Linked DNA regions of Triticum aestivum: region 1 is linked to region 2. Evidence: chromatin contacts called from public HiCAR-type data. All regions are on one chromosome and are shown on one strand. The core of a region is the stretch at or near the end of the contact, and the rest is flanking DNA. Distances in the headings are between cores, read along the strand shown. Region 1 holds the start of LOC123136606 (proline-rich protein PRCC). Region 2 holds the start of LOC123133976 (B-box zinc finger protein 32).

Evidence for each region. HiCAR-type assays count read pairs that join an accessible place to other places.
Region 1: a HiCAR-type map of leaf shows a contact between it and region 2, with 4 times the contacts expected there. The contact joins the promoter of LOC123136606 here to the promoter of LOC123133976 in region 2. A contact is called at or near these places in 1 of 5 Hi-C or Micro-C datasets (leaf) and 1 of 1 datasets of contacts at active chromatin or transcription factors (leaf).

Annotation. Positions count from the first base shown.
Region 1 is chr6B:209,838,407-209,841,939 of IWGSC CS RefSeq v2.1, reverse strand. It overlaps LOC123136606 (proline-rich protein PRCC), which reads right to left and starts at 1,680. Exons shown (of 2, transcript XM_044556029.1): 1 at 406-1,680. The coding sequence starts at 1,497.
Region 2 is chr6B:209,453,185-209,456,336 of IWGSC CS RefSeq v2.1, reverse strand. It overlaps LOC123133976 (B-box zinc finger protein 32), which reads right to left and starts at 1,647. Exons shown (of 1, transcript XM_044553348.1): 1 at 459-1,647. The coding sequence starts at 1,283. The coding sequence ends at 630.

The DNA of each region.
Region 1 (3,533 bases), core at 431-2,930, 390 kb before region 2:
TGACAGTGACAACACCCTTGAAAGCATCACTAGCATATAATTACAGCTTGGAGAAGTTATCAGTAGTGACTCTTCATTTGTCAGGTACAGTACTTGATTTGTTTGCCTTATTGGTGATAATTTGCAAATTTTTAACTAAAACTGTGACAAGCAAAAACCTATTACCAAGAATAATTGCTTGGGACTGGTATCAGGGCCTAAATTGCATGGATAATGCTGCATGCATACTTAGTATCTGTGTATCACTTGACAAAATAAAAATACAATTATCTAACATGGATAGTAGTGATGATGGCTATAAGGTGAAAGAAAATCAAAGACGGTAAAGTGAACTGAGCACAATAACAATGTAGCAATAGCTAAGCAAAAGTCATGCCAAGTTATCAGGGAATGATTTGTCTGTACCTGGTAACTAGGACCAAAGGCCATCCCTGTGAGCTTGGATTTGTCCTCCCTCGGACGGTTCTTGACCAGTTCTGCCTGATTCACCTCTATAATCTCCATAGGCATATCCCTCCTACCTCTCTTCACTCCAATCCTGCCCAATTCTGGTGGCAGTGCAGGCTCCCGCATTGGTGGCGCTGCCATTGCCACTGCCTCAGCACTGTAACCTCCAGTATATTCCCCTCCACATGGAGGCGCTGTCGAATGCTCGTATCCACCACTGTGCTCCCCGCCATATCCATTATCATACCCACCACCTTGCTCCACTCCATATGCTGCATACTGTGGTTCAGCCCCATAATTCAAATTGCTATTTGGATCCAAACCATAATATGCATAATAGTTTGGATCCCATGCATAGCCTTCGTACCCATTAGCGTTTCCAACTCCAGCATCACAACCCTGGTGTTGGACGTCTCCAGCTTCAGCACCAAGACCCTGTTGTTCTTGCTGTTGCTCCGGAGCAGGCATGCCATCCTCATCGCTGCTTTTCTCAGGATCGTCCTCGTCGGCAGGGCCAGTATCGGACCTTTCTGGCGCCCCTCTGTTGACAGCCGAGCTAGAGGGGCCAGCAGCACCAAGATTTGACCTCTCCGGCCCGGCGGTGTCTACGGCCGACCTCCTGGCCGCGCCGGAGCCGAAGCCAAGCGAGTGCCTGGGCGCCGGGAGGAACGAAGACACCGGCCCCGATCCAGCAGACAGGGGCGGGGGCGCCTCGCTGACGCTGGGACGGCGCTTCTCGGCGTCATCATCCTCGTCCGAGCTGACCCCGGTGGTCTGGCGGATCGGCGGCGGGCGGAACTGTACGACGCGCTTAGGGTTTCCGGAGGAAACGGACGATTTGGGAGGCGGGATGGAGGAGAAGGTCGCGGCGGATTTCGGCGCCGGGAGCGATGAGAATATAGGCGCCGACTTGGGTTGCGGGAGCGCGGAGAAGATGCCGCCGGCGGGCTTTCCGCTCGCCTCGCCGCGGCGGGTCGCGGGAGCGGGTGAGGGGATGCTCTCGTCGGCGTCTTCGTCGGAAGAGGCGTAGGTGGCAAGAAGCGAATCCATGTTTTCGGCGCGGTCGGCGGGGAAAGGGGCAGGCGGCGGCGTCGGCGGCGGCTTTGGGGTTTGTTTCGAGTTGGAGTTGGAGTCGTCGACGGTGAGCGGAGGCGGTGGTCGCCTGGTCGGAAAGGTACGGAAGTGGGGCGTTTTCCTGGGCTTCGGCGGGGTACTTTTTATCTAACGGGCTGAGCTTCACATGGTTGAAACCTTTTACCAAGCCCTAGAGAGAGGCCTACACTATGTGGGCTGACCTATTTTTGAGACTCTCGCTTGCCTCTTACTCTTAGAGCTTTTTTTTTTAGTAATTGTCTTCTCCATTGCCTAAAAAGTACTCCCTCCGTCTCAAAATTCTTGTCTTAGATTTGCCTAGATACGGATGTATCTAATACTAAAACGTGACTTGATGCATCCGTATTTAGAAAAATCTAAGACAAGAATTTTGGGACGGAGGGAGTAGTAATTACCTCCCCTTCATTTATTATAATTGTTACATCAGTTACAATCATGAAAACCACCACCTTTGGGGTAACCCCATCCAGTACTTACTCGGATATAAGCTTTCATGATCTCGTTCAAGTTAGTGCATCCTTCATACTAGAGTTTATCGGTTCGGCCTAAATCATGGCTTCTTTGCTTGCCCCCACGTCGTCCTCTGGAGTTCTGGCCAATGAAAATAAGGCGGACAGAGCAGCTGGAGGCAGTAAACGTTGAGGCGCCATCATCGCTAATGTACTCGGACCAGCTTATACAATTTCAATCGGTGCTTGAACACTTGCGCCCGATTGAACTTCTGGAATTTTTTGCACTGAGTCATGGTAGACTTCCTTTGACACCGGACTTCACCTTCGATTAGGCATGTCGAGATCCGTTTGAGTACGCTCCTCGTGCTCCCCAGCGTCCTCCATGGGAGTTACTCCTTCAGCCACTATGAACAATGTAAAACAACAATTCATTAGTCTTTGCTTTATCATTCACTCGGCGATGACACAACATACAAAATACCTTCTGAAGTTTCAACATCAACATCAGGTCGTCTTTTGCCTTTGCTCGGGGTCTGCTCGGTAGCTTAGCTGTTGTGACTTGTTGAGGTGGCAGCCCTACTTCAGAAAAGGCTCCAAGATGGTTACAATGTCAAAATACTCAAAGCAAAATTACACTACTTATACTCACTTGGAGACAATCGGCACCACTTTCTTCAACCAGGGCAAGTTCGCAACTTTACTAGGCTTATGAGTTATGTTCTTGGCATTTTAACCACCTTTGGAGAAGGAACCGCTGGCTCAATCGAAGCCGCTCGAGCTCGTTTAACCCCCTGAGTAGCGGGTGCTATTTTGCTCGGATCATTTACTGTATTAGGCCTACCTTCTTGGACAATGTAGGTCGAGGGAGAAGACTCCGCCTCATCCTCAGATTCGCCTTCAGCATCATTGTCATCGTGCTTATCATCGAACTCTTGGGTTTTTGCTTCATCGTCGCTCTCGGATTATGGCTAACACTTCTCCCAGACTTCTCGCCAGCAGGCTCATGGTTCACTTCTGGAATCAGGGAATATAAACACTTGAATTTTCTGACATATCAATCGAACGAAAAATTGGGTTTGTCGATGTACATAAGTTTGGGCCTTTCTGTACCCCTTACTTGTGCATGGGCAGTCGTAGCCGCGCCCGTGGCGAGGGCTTGACGGGGCAGTAGAAGGCAAAATACAAGATTACCAAAGACATCATTCAAGCTAGTAAACAAAGAGCAGAAGACAAGCTAGGCCTCCCCTGGCAACACCCTTGCCGGGGCGGCCTACATAGCCCCGGCAAGATCCTTGCTGGGGCGGCTTGCGAAGCACCAGCAAGGCCACCGCCCTTGAAGCTGAGAGCTCCAACACCATCAACAACATCAAGGCCAAGACTTGGGGGCGCATGCGTAGTGCATGCAGGTCTTTGTGAAGACTGGTGACATGCAGGCCTACGTTGAGACCAGAAGACGAAGACCCCCGGCAAGACCCTTGCCGGGGACGGCCGCGAGGCCCCGGCAAGACCCTTGCCGGGGAC
Region 2 (3,152 bases), core at 398-2,897:
ACACTCGCTCTCTGGGAGGACGGTGTGTGCATGCACTTACTCAAAACCGATGGCGACGGCGAGGCGAGGGGGATGACAGACAGCGACCGACGAGGTCAGCCGGAACCAGGAGCTCGATCCCTTTCCTGAACAAAAACAAGTACGCCGCGGCGATGTGTGGTTAGAAGAGATTAACGTCGACAGCCACCAATCGAACGCACACGACGCGCGAAGCCAACGGACGCCAGCAAGGAAGGTATCGTCGACATTCTTCCACCACATAGGTCTTAACCAAAATCAACTTTAGTTACTCTATTTAATCATCACGCACAGACAGTCAAAAGACTCCCGTCCATTCGGGTCTGGACCTCGCCTCGCCCCTCCTAACCACAAGATCTTTTGCCACCATCCGGAAAACCAAAAAAATAAAATGAGAAGATCTTTTGCCGCCATGATGATGAATTCATGATGAAGGAATATTAACAAGAATAATATGTATAATCGTGCTTAGAATAAGGTGGGGAAAATTAAACAAACGAACTTTGCTTCACATGTTACATTCTACGTGTAATTCTATCTCAGGCTTGCTTCCTTCTTCCTTGTTCGGCACGTCGACGGGAGGGAGATGGGCCCGGGCCGGAGCCCGTGGCTCAGGAGCACTCGGCCCAGCCCTCCACGGCGGGGGCAGGGGCGGGGGCCCGGACCGCGGTGCGTGCCATCCACGACGCCACCGTGACCACCAGCCTCGCCGGCACGTGCGAGCTTGCCTCCAGCCGGCGGAGCAGCGCGGCCTCCGCGCAGCCGGATCCGGCGACCTCCGACCAGAGCGCGGCGGCCATCGCGACGCGGAGGGATACGCGGGAGGCGGAGACGCCACGGCCCAGCGCCCGGAGCGCGCCCGCGGCCCTGGCCGCCCGCCGGCGCGCCGTTCCCGGCGCGAGGCCCATCCGCTTGGCCCACCCCTCGAGGACCACCTCCGCCCGCGCGCGCCGGTGCTTGCACCCGGCCCTCCTCCTCCCCGCCGCCCGCGTCGCCGCGGAGGCGGCCGCGCACGAGTCGGCGGTGGACACGCAGGAGGAGCTGGACGACGACTCCGACTCCGAGCCCGCGGATCCGGCGTCCTCGCCCGCGGCCGCGTGAACGAGCCGGCGCCGCAGGTGCCTGGAGGCGAGGAAGTTGGCGCCGTGCACCTTGGCGTCGCAGGGCACGCAGAGGAAAGCCGAGTCCGCCGCGCAGTGCACCGCCGCGACGCCCCCGCACAGCTCGCACCCCGCGATCGCGCCCGCGCACCTGTCGCCCGCCATTACGAACAGCAGCTTCTCTTCTCGATCCTCCGACCAGCCTCTGCCTGCAGCCTCTAGGCAGGGGATGGATCGCTAGCGGCTATGAAAACCAGGCCCACCGGAGCTAGCGTAGCCCGCGCGTTGCGGGAAGGAAGCCGGCGGCGACCGCGAGTTGCAGAGGGGAGACGGCAGACCTGGTCTGTGCGGTCTGCGACGAGGTCGGGAAACCGCGGCGTGGGGGAGGAGGTGAGAGATGCGAGAGATGGGTTTGGACGGACTTTGGAGTCGGCAGGCAGCTCGGGTGGAGGATATTTAAAGAGGCCCCCTGCCCTGGGATGGAGACCAGTGGCTCCAAGCGGCGAAGCGTAGTCCAGCTCCTGCTCACCGGGGCCGTGCGATTGATTAATCGGCGGGCCGTGGAGAAAAACAATGTGGAGCGTGCGGTTTTCCGTTTGGGAGTGTGTGGACGGCGGGGGTCGGGGTGTTTGGGTGGGGCTCGATCTTATTTGTGGCTGATGTTCCTCGCCGTGTTGTACACCCAGATATTTTGAGCTGGTACAAGTGGGCAGTTTTGTACTAGTATGAGAGCTAGCTGGCTGCCCGTACCGTTACCGCCATAAATGCAACTTAACAGAACCGCTTGATCTGATATGGAGGGTCAGGATTTGATCAGTGCTCTACCGAAGGGATCATGACGTAGCCGGTCGCCATGTACCATTTACCCTGTTTGCATCCATAGGTTAGAGTTAGTTTAGCTTAGTTTGGACTCAACTAACCCAAAAATATTCAAACAGGAAAGGTTGTTTGGATTAGATGCATCTAACCTACTTAAAAAATTAACCCATCCAAGAGATGCTTATTTGGGTTAGTTCTTCTCGGGACCACTAAAAAACACATTTTTCTCTCACTCTCCCCGCAGCAGCCCTGCCCTATACTCCCGTTCCAACCCCATCGTCTTCCTGCGGCCCGTCCGCCCGTCAGTAAGCAATCGCGGCTCCTTGCGCGGCCCGTCCCTGTCGGCCTCGGCCAGCGCGGCTCCTTGCGCAAGGACGACGCATTCGGCCGGCGGGCTACGCGAGAGGCCAGCATGGCTCCTTGCCGGGCGCGTCCCCGTCTGCCTCGGACATCGCAACTCTCGCCAAATGATTGAGAAAGAGCATTTATTGTCAATCTAACCCTGCCATCCATACATTTTTTTGGTTGGAGTTAGTTCAGAGTTAGAATTCTAACTCTAACCTCTAACTAAGTTAGAGTATCCAAACAGGGCCATTGGATCACAAATCCGGAGGGCAGGGTCGGAGCACTGGACATACGTGCAATTATGAGACTCGTGTGGTGTTTTCTGCTAACCTTGTGGAACGTAGACATTGTCCTCCGGATCGCAGATCCAGCGGCCCTGCTGCCCCGGAACACCAAATGTGTACTCTTTACACACTCAGTGGTAGGTTGCTGACCTTATCTTAGTCGGTTAGCACCCGCTGTCATTTTAGCCTCGGTGGTCTTGCCATCGAGCCCTCCTCCCTCCTCGTCCATCATCTCTCCTTCTTCCTCCTAGCTCCTTACTCTCCCCTCCCCATCCCACTCATTGTGTCCAATGGACATGAATTGGGGTGTCACACATGTCTATATGGCAGATTTGAAGTTTCGAGTACAGCATAAACACACATTTTGTGCATCGTTAATGAGTTTAGTTTCACTTATTGAAATAGTCAAATACACTCACACAACAACTACACATGAGTGGAGCGGGGGAGCTGCAAGATTGACCAAATCATCAACTATTAGTGAAAATGACACCTTAGTGAAAGATATAATCCACCGAGACACATGATACTTCAAACTGTTGAGTTGAGGTATAACCACATAGTGGCTGCAGTATCTATGGCCCAT